Regions from separate parts of the Oryza sativa genome. Here region 1 is linked to region 2. The links are chromatin contacts, called in public HiCAR-type maps. All regions are on one chromosome and are shown on one strand. Each heading gives the region's core, a stretch centred on a gene start, on an enhancer-like site or on the middle of the called end of the contact. The rest is flanking DNA. Distances are from core to core; before and after follow the strand shown.

Region 1 (6,474 bases), core at 1,561-4,060, 470 kb before region 2:
GTGCCGCGGTGGCCACACTGGAACTCGGGACGGGTCCATCGTCGGGTGGCCCCAAACATGCAACGGGCGAGCAAAATGTTGAATCGGAGCCGGTGATGGTGGTGGTGGCGGAGGAGGAGGGAAGCCAATGGTTGGCACGGTCCACGCGTTGGACTCCGGCCTCTTCGCAACAGCACCTCCACCGGCGGCGTAAATCTGCCGCCGTTGGGTCCAACTCGCTGCCTCCGCCTCTCTCGCAATCATGTGTTTTCTGTGTGACCGGTACTTCTGCAAATAATTTACATGAAGTGATAAGTCAATTAGTGGGCCAGGACGATCCCAAAATAACAAGGTCTATACTATATTCGTTTGAACAATTTGAAGATGTCTTGTAAATAGAAGTCACAATTCTGACTTACTCCCTCCATTGCGAAATAAATAACATGTAACACATCTTATTATTATAAATACTACATCCATCCCAAAATATAACAACTTTTAGCTATGAATCTGGACAACAACAGTTGTCCAGATTCATAGTCAGAAATACTTATATTTAAGGACGGAGGGAGTAATATGGTTCTTCTGCTGGGTGTAGAAAGCAAATACCATATGTACTGTTATGTGGACCAAAATATATCACACTTTATGCGGTGAAAACAGGTCCCACTAGAGTACTACACAGAACTGAAAGTCCAAACAATAGGCTACAAACTTACAGTTCAATCCGTGAACTTACAGCTCATAGATGATCAGCAGATGACCGGTACTGTGGGAAGCGAGAAAGGGTGGACACTGGACAGAGTGATGAAAATCTTCACTGTCACGCTCTGTAACAGTGTCTCAACTTTGGATTTTTGTAATTTATGATATCCATGTGCTCCAGGTTCAAATTTTTGTTCTACTGCAGGACATGCCGTGTGAGTTGAAGTTCTTCGTGTACATATGTTCGTTTGATAGTACTCAGTTTACCACATATATTGAGTTATGGCAAAAATGTTTTCCAAAGATGATTTTAAATCCTACAACTTGTTATTAGAGGTTTTCTTATCACTTATGTTTCCCTGGTTGTCCTTTCATGGTTGTTAAGAACATAAATAAAAATTGTACCTAAAATTATTCTCAAAGTCAAACTTTAAAATTCAAAAAGATTTGGAGACTGAAATCTGCAGCTTATCTAGCTGGGAATTGAAGTTCTACAATTAACTAAGGGTAAAACCTTACATAGATGGATTGCTGTCCATTTTTTTTAAAAAAGGCATTCTTTATCTGATGACGTAACGTTAGTTTTTAAGCCAATAATACCAATTTCCGTATTGTATGAAGTTATCACTGGGAGTTTTTCCCCCAATTAAGTTTGTAGTTTCTTTTAGAAAATATATGAATTAAAACCTGGGATCTACATCATATATCTACTTTTACATGGAACAAAAAGAAATCTACATAGAAACTAAAGTAAATAACAAACCAACGGGCCAAACCTACATATCTTTATCGGAGCTCAAATAAAATTATTAGATAGTTCATTTATCATCGATCTACACTGAGAAACCAGGTAACCTACAAAATGAAGCTAGTAGGAATAAGGTTTCATATATATAATATATACACACGCGTCTTGCTGTAAGAATAATACTCATATTATAAAAAAATAACACGATTAGAATTTGAAAACTGGAACCAACGTCGTGCATAGCCATGATTTAAATAAATGTTTGGTTTGAAGTATTTTATAGTCCAACGAAGGACGGTACAATTAGGAAATAAAAAATATTTCCCCACGTAAAGTGAGAGTGTGAGACAGGAGATTCCACCATGCACGCACCTGAAGATGGCTGGCTATGTTGTGCCGGGTGAGAGAGTCGATCCCCATGATCTCAAGTATCCTCGACGGCACGGCCTTGTCGATGCCGAGCTGCTCCACCGCCTGCACGAACCTCCGGTGAAGCTCAGGCGTCCAGTCCACCTGCAGAACCATGCAGCATGAGCATGAGCAACGGCTTGTAATGCCACAGGTGGAGCTAAATTGTGTGCATGCCCCTTGAGGGTTGCACCTTCGCTTTCTTCTTCCCATGGGAGCTCTTGCTGGATGACTTGTGCCGGCTCTCAGCCTCCTGCGACGACGACGTCGTCGATGACGGCGACGAAGACTTGGCCTCAACCGCCGCGGCTCCATCGTCGACATTCGCTTCCCCCGCATCATCGTCCTGGTTACACCCTCCCTTCTCCTCTCCAGCCCCGGCAAACGCCGCGTTCTCCTCCCCGACGACGACATCGCCGCACGGATCCAGCACACCGACGTCGTCCGCAGGCGCCAAGAGCTCGACGGTGGGCACCTCCTGGTCCTGCACACCTTCGCCTCCACTCGTCGCGATTGCCTCGAAGTCGGTGAAGATCTCGGCCGGGTCGACCTCGAGGTCCGGGAGCACATCACCGTCCTCCAGCCTCAGGAAGAAGTCCCCGAAGTCTATGTCATCGACGGAGAAGTCGAACTGATCCATGTCGTCCGACGACATCCCGACGACCTCCATGCCAGCATCGCCGGCCACCGCGGCGCGGTCCTCAATGTCGGGGCACATCGCCGGCGACACGGCAAGCATCTCGGCCAGGAGCTCGGTGCAGCACGTCCAGCTCTCACTCAGACAACGAACTCACAGGATGTGCAGTGCAATGGAAGTAAATGATACGTTAGGTTACGGGCGCTGCGTGCTGCAGGCAGCAGCTATAGCTAGCGGCATCAGTTGCTCGCTCAGGCTCAGCTTTCGACTGACGGGGGGCCGGTCGCGCGCGGTTGGTGCGGTGGTGACTAGGTGCGAGGTATTGTTAGTTGCGAGGAGAAGTGTGCAATCTCCGGGGAGTATTAGGGGAAACGGGAGGAGGCATGTCGACCACAAGCTCGCAAAGATTTCTCCGATTCGTTTGATGGGTTGCCTTGTCCGCGAGCGCAAGTGCAGCTTGGTCGCTTCTGCAAAATTATTGCAGGGCAGTGTGTGGATGAGCCTTTTTTTCGGTGAGACCTCTATATTTTTTTTCCTCCCGATGCGAAGAACAGAAACACATATAGATCAGAGAGAGATGGTAGGGTGGACTCTCGTGAGACAAAGCCGAGGGAGAAGAGAACAAAAGATGACAGCGGCTGCATGTATATCGGCTGGAGACTGTCCTGCATCTTAGCTGATTATGCCTGCTGTGTTTTTCTTTTTTAAAAAAAGGGAGAGATATAGGGGCTGTGAGTATAGCAACGCGTTCAAACTGCAGAGGATTTGTAAGTAGACAATTTAATTACTCAGCGGCAAAAAAAAAAAAACAGCGTGCGGGGCATGAGTTGTTTGGCATAATTAGGAAGTACGCGCGTCTTGTCAACTTTTTTTTTTAGAGGATGAGATAAGGTTTACTTGGTTCAGGAGCTCAAACTCACCTATGATATAGCCAAAAGATTTTCCTACAGTATTCCAGGTGCATTTATTAACAATTATGTTAAAACTAGTAATTAGAATACTAATTAATTAAAATAAATCTCGGTAAGTTGTTTAATTTTTATTGTTTATATATATGACTCAACCCCTAAAAGTTAGTAACTTCCCGATGGTTGTTCTGCAAACCATCCTTGGTTCTGCTATATCAAGATACATCTAGTATGCATCTTCTATTATAAGTGGCTGGTGGCCAATATCTCCAGTGGGCAATGACGACAACAATTTCTTATTTGTGACAAATATAACTTATGGTGTTGCTAGCAATTATATGTTCCCCTATCACTTTCCACTGTCTTTTTATCTACACAAAGTAGTCCTCTCAAAATTACATCAGTGCAATATTTCAAAATTACTTCTTTGGGAAACAATAATATATGAATCTATATATGAAAAATATTTAGTATTCTATGGATCTATGCAGGAACATATAATTAAACAATGCTATATAGTTTCAGATGAATAATTTATATATATCCCTCATTTTGATACCATGCATATATATAATTGCTTTGTTATCTGAAAATAGATAACATTGCTCAAGTGAGAGGAGTATTATCTAGTGAGAAGAAACTAGATAATTTTTTACTTGAGCAATTTTATCAAGTTTCAGATAAAAAAAATATATTCCTCTTTTTCATTCCATGTATTTTTCTATATCTACCAGTACATGAAAAAAATAATTAACCATAAGAGAGTTGAAGACCATTTTGTGTATCCATGTGTGCAAACTACGTTAGAAGGGAGAGGCTAAATGCACCAGTTGTACATAAAAATATTTTCTCAGGCACTGGGCTCTTCATTTCACATGCGACCTTAGCTAGTAAAAGTAAAACCATCTATTGAGATGATTGAGGTCACTTCAAGATCACAGAATATGCCTGTGAAAATATATTTGTATGGATATAGGTTAAAAAACCACCCATAGAAATAGGCCTATTTTCGTATGCGACTTTTCTGTTTTTAGATGCGGAGTGCTAATAAATCCGCAAAAAGATAATTTTTATAGGTTCTTTCTTTTCAGGGGAGGGTGTGGGTGACCTATATAATCGTCTACATTCCATATTCCATATCAAAGTTACAGAGATCAATGAGATCTACAACCTTTTAGTTGATGATTTTTTTATTTGATGTCATTTACAGTGCCAAATAATCTGTCATGACTCTTGTACTGCTCAAGGTTGCACCTTTTCCAGTGAGTCGCTAAAAAAAGATTTGCAACATAATTGTTATTACTGGTTGATATATGTTTTGAAAAACTGAAATCGAGCACATTTAAGTGTGTTGCTAAAAAATATTTGCAACATAATTATTATTATGGTTGATAATGTTTTGAAAAACTGAAATTGAGCCTGTGTAAACATGTCTGTAAAACTACCACAAGTGTCCTCGGGGTGGACCACACTATATCAATAATTTAACTTGTGGTGAATTATTTCGACCTGGGTTTGCATCGATTTTTTTAACCAAATTAAAATGAGCAATTTACAATTGGTTGTACTTATTTCCATCCATCACAGAAGCTCATATACCGTTAGTATAATTTAATCAAAGTACTCCCTCCGTTTCACAATGTAAGTCATTCTAGCATTTTCTATATTCATATTGATGTTAATGAATCTAGATATTAACATCAATATGAATGTAGGAAATAGTAGAATGACTTATATTGTGAAACGGAGGAAGTATATAAAATCAACATTGAGCTCTCTGTTGCATGATCACGACAGAAACTTAGTCCTGCATCAACTATAGATTATATTCATTGAATCGAACTCGCCCATTATGATGATGATGGATACAGTCAAAATGATACGGATCTCTGTAGCAACTCCTTTCAGGGCCTGTTTAGCACAGCTCCAGCTCCAACTCCACCTCTCTTGGAGCTGGAGCTCAGCTAAACAGTTTCAGCTCCACTAAAACTGGGAGTGGAGTTGGGTGGAGCCCTCTCACAAAATGTACTAGAGTTGTGGAGCTGGGTTTAGGCAGCTCCACAACTCCACTACAGACAACTCCTGGAGTTATATTTAGGAGTTGGAGCTGTACCAAACAGGCCCTCAATGTAGCTATAATTAACCAGTACAGCTACCCATATGACCACATATATATCGGTCCGTTTTTTGCATTAAACTAGGAAGGTGGCCCGCGCACATGCGCAAGCACTTATATTATTAAAAGATAAGATTATTGTTTGTTCAAAAATTTTGTCAAATAGATTAAGAGCAAACTAAAATTGGGGTAATGGTATTTTATAATAATTTAAGGGTTCTATTTGTCTTAAGGTATGTTAAAAAACCATTCATAAACTTTTGAGTAGGAGATGGATTAAGTACTTACCCTTTTTGAATCATGTTTTTTGTCTCGAGTAAATAAGAAACTATTGCTAGGTAATTATCATATAATCCATACATATACATATAGTGTATTATGTCCACAAATGAAAAATGCGAGCAAGATATTCAAAATTATTGTGATTAAATCGTCTCATGAAGGCGCATGATATAGTAAGAAAGGAGGGAAGCGTATGCACGGAAAAAAAAAAGAAGAAAGGGAAAAATGAAAAAAACGGAGGGGAAGCGTACGTACCCACGTACGTAGGTGTGTATCTATGCTGTGGAAGGAGAGGTGGGACCTCATAGTATTTAGTTTGTTCTAAGATCAATTTAATTAGAATATTAACCGTGTAATATATATGTATGGGGCATATGGTAATATTTGTTCCAGCTTCGTCTATGTTTATATACATGTAGAAAGAAATTAATTATGTGGCTAACAAGCCATTAGATGTCTAATTAACAACAATTAATTTTGACACCTATTTATAGTTGTTCATAGTAGCGCTTACATATTCATCTTACGACTTTGATTATTCGTTGATCCGTAATTTACTGTTCACCATGACTCGTATGAAAAAATTGTACTACTTAGGGTTTAGGACAGCTGAAATTGATGAATTATCTGATTTAGATGATAGCTATTTGAGGGTATAAATGAATCCCCAATTTACTATTCACCATGACTC
Region 2 (7,040 bases), core at 648-3,147:
GACTGTCCTATTTGGCCCAAATGATATTCAAATCCAAGTTTAGGGACCGGGGCGACACAACTGAACAAGTTGGAGAACCTAAACGAGTTATCTGCAAGTTTAAGGACCGGGATGACACAATCAAATAAGTTTGAGAACCTGAACGGTCGATTTACGAGTTTAGGGACCGGGATGATACAGCGGTAAAAGTTTAGGGATCGGTGATGGACTTTACTCTTTTTTTTTTTCTTTCGTCTTCCCCACGGCCACGGCCACGGCCACGGCACGGATGGGGCTGGCTGAGTCAGAGAAACTGACCTGACCGACCATCCTTGCTCTGACTCTTCTTCCGCCCGCTCCTCTCGCCGACCGTTCTGAACATAGTGTGTGTGCCCCCACAAGGCAGTGAGGTGATCGTGTTTCTTTTCTTTTGTTTTGTTTTGTCGATGGAGGAGATTGATGGCAGGCAGGCACGTTGGGTGGAGGAGGGCCCAGGCCGGCTTTATACATTTCCTTTGTATTTTAGGCAGTGTTTACCGTACCCTTCAAACTTCTAAAAGTTCCATCATATTAAATAAAATATTTAAACACATACATAAAGCATTAAATATGAAAAAAAACCAATTACACAGTTTGCATGTAAATTGCGAGACGAATTTTTTAAGCCTAATTATACCATAATTTGACAATATGATGCTACAGTAAACATTTGCTAATAACAAATTAATTAGGCTTAATAAATTTGTGTCGCAGTTTACAGGCGGAATCTGTAGTTTGTTTTGTTAAGACATCAGTAATGTATAATGCTCAAGTGGGTCTTTAAGATAGGTCCAATGTGGGCTCTATTGCTATATAGCATCTCTCACACAGTGTATATAGCAAGAGGAGGTATTAAGGTGGGTCCCACCTTTTATCATCTATAACCAACTACTACACCTTTCCAATTTCTCTCCCCCACCTATAGAGAGAAGAATGTTTTTTTATTCCTTATGGCCATGCATATTATAGCTAATGGTAGCTCATCCAAGAAACCTTTATAATGCTCACTCTCACAATGTATATGGACTACTCAAGGGCTTAAGACCCTCTATATTTCCACATTGTGGATGCCTTTATTAGTCTACGCTTAATACTTTAAATATGTATCCGTATACTGAAAAAATTTTGGCACGTGAACTAAACACAGTCTTAGATTTTCAGCGACAGCTAAAATTTAAAATTCACTTATACATATTTTTATATTTTTTTAGTCATCTCATTTCTAATAAAAAGAAATGGGGGCATCTTGCCCTTGATAAGAAAACAAAATATTTTGATATTTTTGTTATAGTTCATTTGTATATGTAATTTTAAGACACTAAGAATACATATATAATATTTTATTCGTTTCTAATTAACTGTAGGCCAAACTATATGACTAAATCAAGTATTTTTTTTCGATAATCATCAGCATACATTTTTCCTTTTTCTGGGGGACTTTTGGCATCTGGTGTGTGCAAGTTTGTTTTCACTCATCTTATTTGTTTAGGTTTGTTTTTTCTAAGTGTATATGGATTAATACAATGTTCGACGTGTAATAATAATCTCGTACTCATCATTATTAAAGATCAAAATATCCCAACCTGGATTTCTTATCTATGGTGTCTCTAGAACCATCCTTCTTTCCTCTTGCTCCGTGTGCTAAGCATACCGACAAAAAAAAAAAAATCCTAAAACCGCTGTATACCCTCGAGCCCCGACAATGGAGATTTTTTTTCCCCTTCCGATTCCATCGGCCCCACTTCCGCGAAGGCGCGTCCTCTCTCTCTCTCTCTCCCCACAGCACGTCACGTCACGCTCACGCCGTCAGCCCTGGAAACTGACGGTGACGGCCGCCCGCCTCCGCCGAATAAATCAGCTGCCCCCACAACCATCACCATTTCCCCTCCCTCTCTCTCTGAATTTCTTTCTCCCCAAACCAAAACCAAACCGAAGCTTCCCCATCTCGCGTGAACTTCGGAGCAAGGAAGAACAAGGCGCCGCGCCGGATTTAGCCCCGCCCCCCTCTCCGGGGTATCCCCCCTCCTCTCCTCTGGTCGGTTCTTGCGGTGAATCCCCCGCTGATTTGTCCTGTGAATTCTTGTGAGATTATTTTTCTTTTTTTTTTTGGGGCGGTTGGCTTGGGATTTGGATTGGTGGGGAGTTTTTCTGATCTGTGTGGTGGTGTGGTGGTGTGCTTGCAGGGTTTGATTGGAGTGAGGTGAATCGGTGAGGTTGTGGCTCGGTTGGCGTCCGGATCGGAGGGGGTTCGGGCCCTTCCTGATTAATCCCTCTTCTGGTGAGCAATTTCTCTGGTTTTTTGTGTTAATTTGAGCTGAATTTACCCTGGGGATCGGGTGGATTTGATGGTCTGAGGCTGATCGATCCGGAATGATTTCTCCTTTGTAGATTCCGTGTGGGGGATTCAATCACTGGTGGGCAAAGGCGAGATATTTCGTCACTTCTCCCCCTCATCTAACCATGTCTGGTACGTTTCTCTTCATGCTCTGGAATTTCTCCCCTTCGGTTGAATGTTTCGGTGGTTAATAACGAATGGCTCTCTGAATTTTGTGCAGGTTTGATGTGCCTGGAGATCAAGATGGGATTGTAACCACGCTGGTTATCTCGCGATCGCAGAGGGTTTCCTCCATCCTCTAAGGAAGGAAAGGAACCCTTGCCCTTTCTTCTCCATGGCTTCTAATTCGTAGTGTGAAGGATCTGATTTTTAGGTTAGTGTAAATAGTAGCAGTAGTTGAGGAAGCTTCGGCATCCTAAGGACCTCCTGTGAAGATGTCGTCTGCTGCCATTGCCATTAGCCCGATGGTGGAAGAGTTTGCTCTCCTGCCCATCTGCTTCGACGGCAGCCGGTCGCCCCACTGTTTGTCCGGGTCACAGCTGCAGGATTCGATTATCATCTTTCTTGCTGTGCCTGGTGCCCCACCGATGCCGATGAGTGTGCTCGGCTCGGAGTCCATCGCCTCGGTCAAGCTGCGCATTCAGCGGTTCAAGGGGTTCGTGGTTAACAAGCAGAGGCTTGTGCTTGATGGGCACGAGCTGGCAAGGAACAACTGCCATGTGAAGGATTATGGGCTTGCCGATGGAAATGTTCTGCACCTTGTTATCCGCTTGGCTGATCTTCGCTTGATTAACATCGAGACTACCAGTGGAAAGAAGTTTCAGTTCCAGGTGGACCAGAGCCGCAATGTCAAGTATCTCAAGAGTAAGCTGGCAGTGGAGGGAGATGAGGACCTTGGTGAGGATCACAAGCTTGAATGTGATGGCAAGGAGCTTGAGGACCACCAGCTGATTGCTGATATTAGCAAGAAGGATGATGCTGTGATCCATTTGTTCATCCGCAAGCCAGCAAAGTTACGGACACAGCAAGTTGATAAAGACACGGTGGTTACAGTTGTCACTCCGCAGGAGAAAGAGAACCTTCAAAATGAAGCTCATGCTGTGAACCCTGCTAAACCAGCTGGTGCTAGGCCTGCTCTTGTTGAACCAATTATCGTTAACCACAAGGTGAAGCTATCACTTGAAGTGATGAGAATGATTAGCTCAGCCATAGCTGGTCTTGAGAATGGATACTTGCCAGTGATGTCAGCTGAAGGTTCAGGGGGTGTTTACTTCATGCAAGATGCATCAGGAGAGAAGAATATTGCAGTGTTTAAGCCCAGAGATGAGGAACCTATGGCTAAAAACAACCCAAGAGGGCTTCCAGTGTCGACTGATGGAGAAGGCATGAAGAGGGGGACACTTGTAGGGGAAGGTGCATTTAGGGAAGTTGCTGCTTATATTCTTGACCATCCAATTGGTGATCATGAATCTGAAGAACGTATCGGGTTCTCTGGTGTGCCTCCCACAGCATTGGTCCGGAGCTTACACAGGGGGAAGAGCTTCAAGATTGGATCACTGCAGATGTTCATTCAGAACAATGGAAGTTGTGAGGATATGGGTCCCCGAGCATTTCCAGTGAAGGAGGTCCACAAAATAGCAGTGTTAGATCTTAGGTTAGCAAACGCTGATCGTCATGCAGGGAACATTTTAGTGTGCAAGGATGAAGAAGGTGGCAATTACAAGTTGGTTCCAATTGATCATGGTTACTGCTTGCCAGAGAAGGTACACGTTACTCTCTAGCACTCACTTTTCTTCTTGCATGAGATAGTACTTATTCTGGTAGACTAACGATAATTTTTTTTCCATTGTGACGCAGTTTGAAGATTGTACCTTTGAGTGGCTGTACTGGCCCCAGGCTCGTGAACCATTCAGTGATGAAACCATTGCATACATCAAATCACTAGACGCTGAAGAGGACATCAAGCTTCTCAAGTTCCATGGGTGGGAGCTGTCTGCAAGATGTGCTCGTGTCCTGTGCATCAGCACCATGCTTTTAAAGAAAGGTGCAGCACGAGGCCTCACACCGTATGACATCGGGCGTATACTGTGCAGGGAAACTGTGAATAGAGACTCTGAGATTGAGGACATCGTCCAGGAAGCCGAGGGCCATGTTCTCCCAGGGTCAAGTGAAGTAATCTTCTTAGAAACCGTATCTGAAATCATAGACCGTCACCTCGACAAGAAGTTCGCTTAGAAACCCAGAATAACTGATCTAGTTGTTCAGCTGTATCCAGTCAGTTTGGTGTAAGTATGTTGACAAGCCACTCTTCAATGGACTAAATGATTTCATTTGTTTGTAGCATCTCAAACCTTCAAGTGCATTACCTACATACATTTTGTGAATATGTAAGCATGTGTTGTGTGTTGGTCGTGCGCATCATCAGCATGGTACTGTCTGAGAGACGAAATAAAATGTTGATTTAGTGCTGTTTTTGCTGGTGCTGTTCTTTAACTGTACTCCAAAGTTTGAAACTGCAAGGATGTTTGCTGTTCTTAAATACTGTTCCAACTCAATTTGGAGCGGTTTCCATTTAAGCCTTCAGTAAGAAAAAAAATCGCCTTTGCTGAAATTAATACTAGTAGATTATCTGCACTCGGCATTCTAGATTTCAAGTCCATTCTTTGTACATTTGAGTGGTCAAACAACAAATTTTTTAAGGGCTGCCTCTGGTCAGGTCGCAAGCTGCGGCAATTTTAATTTGCGCAAGTTGTAATTGTAATTTGTAGGTGAGATTCTCTTGGTAGGTTCACCGTTTACTCTTTCGACTTAGGACAAGCTAGCTGAGGTATGAAATCGTGAAAGGCACGTACAACAATTTACTCTGACTTGGCATCAACTTCTGTATCGAAGGATCCGTGACTCGTTCCATCTTTCGCCGAGGTCCAGACGATGACGCGATGCCCAAGCTGAATGTAACTTGTGATAGTGATAGCGATGCAGTTTCGCTGAAATTTCTCCGCTTCTGCGTTCACCATCAAGAGCTCTTGGCCACTGCCAACCGGTGCCTACAAACTGCCATCGCTGTTTAGTGATGAATTGCCATTTTTCGAGTCTCCAACTATTGAACTTCATATGCTCTCTCCGCTTCTTAATAGTGGGCAATTTTGAATTTACCATTTAAACTTTAACCATTAATTATTATAAAACGTAGGTAGTAATATTGTTTACAATTCAATCATTGCGACTATTTCATGGATATTTGATTTTAATAAACTAGAGTAAAATTGCCACCATCAGATCTACCTCTTCCAAAAAAAAAAAAAGGAAAAGCAAAGATCAGATCTCGGTGCTAGCAACGTATCAAACCAGCAAGCGCAAAATCACTTGGTTCAATTAAATGGACTAGTGCAGTGCGCTTGAGCTTTTCTCCAACGAAATTTTTAGAAAACTACTTCAAGTTCTCTCTTCAAAACTTTCAGAATTGTTACCATCGAATCATCTCAAGATTTATACATGAGAGGGAAAAAATTACGAAAAAGAAATTTTTACACATATCACGCGTAAGATCCCAGTGTTAGTCAAACAAATCATAAGTCAAATACAAGTTTTATATAAATTATATTATAGTTACAATGTAATTACAATGCAGTTACAGTGTAGTTATAATGTAATTATATTCCAATTATATTATAGTTATGTCTGAAAGTTTTTCACTTGAAAACTTGCGGTAATTTTTTTAAGATAAGATAGGGATTTTGTCAGGCCGATTTTAACGGTGATCCAGTCATAGAGATAGTGGTTTTTAGTCCATGTTACCTTCGGATGGGTCGGTTTTGTACTAGCGTTCTAAATCAACTATATTTCCTATGACTTGTTAAATTTTGTTGGGTTAAAAACACGGGCTGATAGCAGGTATAGGAACCCAGCCAGTAGACGCTAGTATTCTATTTAACAAGTCACTAAAAAGAATTTTATACCCTCTCCGGTCCAAAATAGAAACATATCTAGCGTTCAAAATTTATGTCATAATATAAGCATAACTCAAAGCACTACTAGCAATGCATGACAATCCATATATTTTCAGCAAATCAGGTGTTTGGACGTGTTGACTAAGAAAATGACACATCTCGAGAAAACGAATGTTCCATTTTTCTTATCCGAATAATCCTGTTTTTGGTAGTTTAAAAGGAGAGTTTTTTTATTATTTATGGATTTTTTCATGAATTCAACTTGTGTAAGGAGTAATTTCTTCACACCCAATAAATATGAAGGATAACTACGAACCAGTCGATAAAATATATATTTCTTTTACCTCTTTGTTCTTGGGTAAATTTGATCATGCCATTGCGCATTTGTTATGTTGAAAAAAAATACATTACTATTCACATATTTACCTATTTGTACACATGCTTTTGCAATATTTCTAAAACTAGAAATGCCATTTTGTACCCATCATACATATTTTGAATATTTTTTTGTTGTATTTTTTGTATGGACCGAAATTCCCAATCTGCATGTGGGTCACCATTCAGTTCCATCTTCTTCCTTCGAAAGCTTCTTCTGTGTTCAGAATTAATTATGACTGTTCATCGCCTAACGTACCTTAAGGAAGATGAAATGTCAAAATGGTACTCATATTATAAGTAGTTTGACTTTTCTTTAGTTAAATTTTTTTAAGTTTGACCAAGTTTGTAGTAAAATTTAC

The links. HiCAR-type assays count read pairs that join an accessible place to other places.
Region 1: a HiCAR-type map of leaf shows a contact between it and region 2, with 3 times the contacts expected there. The contact joins the promoter of LOC4340977 here to the promoter of LOC4340951 in region 2. A contact is called at or near these places in 1 of 15 Hi-C or Micro-C datasets (leaf) and 1 of 4 datasets of contacts at active chromatin or transcription factors (leaf).

What each region holds. Positions count from the first base shown.
Region 1 is chr6:14,259,612-14,266,085 of ASM3414082v1, reverse strand. It overlaps LOC4340977 (probable transcription factor GLK1), which reads right to left and starts at 2,810. Exons shown (of 6, transcript NM_001402804.1): 1 at 2,034-2,810; 2 at 1,805-1,945; 3 at 1-267. The coding sequence starts at 2,579.
Region 2 is chr6:13,784,571-13,791,610 of ASM3414082v1, reverse strand. LOC4340951 (phosphatidylinositol 4-kinase gamma 4-like) reads left to right here and starts at 1,897. Exons shown (of 5, transcript XM_015787854.2): 1 at 1,897-2,031; 2 at 2,202-2,296; 3 at 2,407-2,485; 4 at 2,574-4,116; 5 at 4,211-4,825. The coding sequence starts at 2,788. The coding sequence ends at 4,588.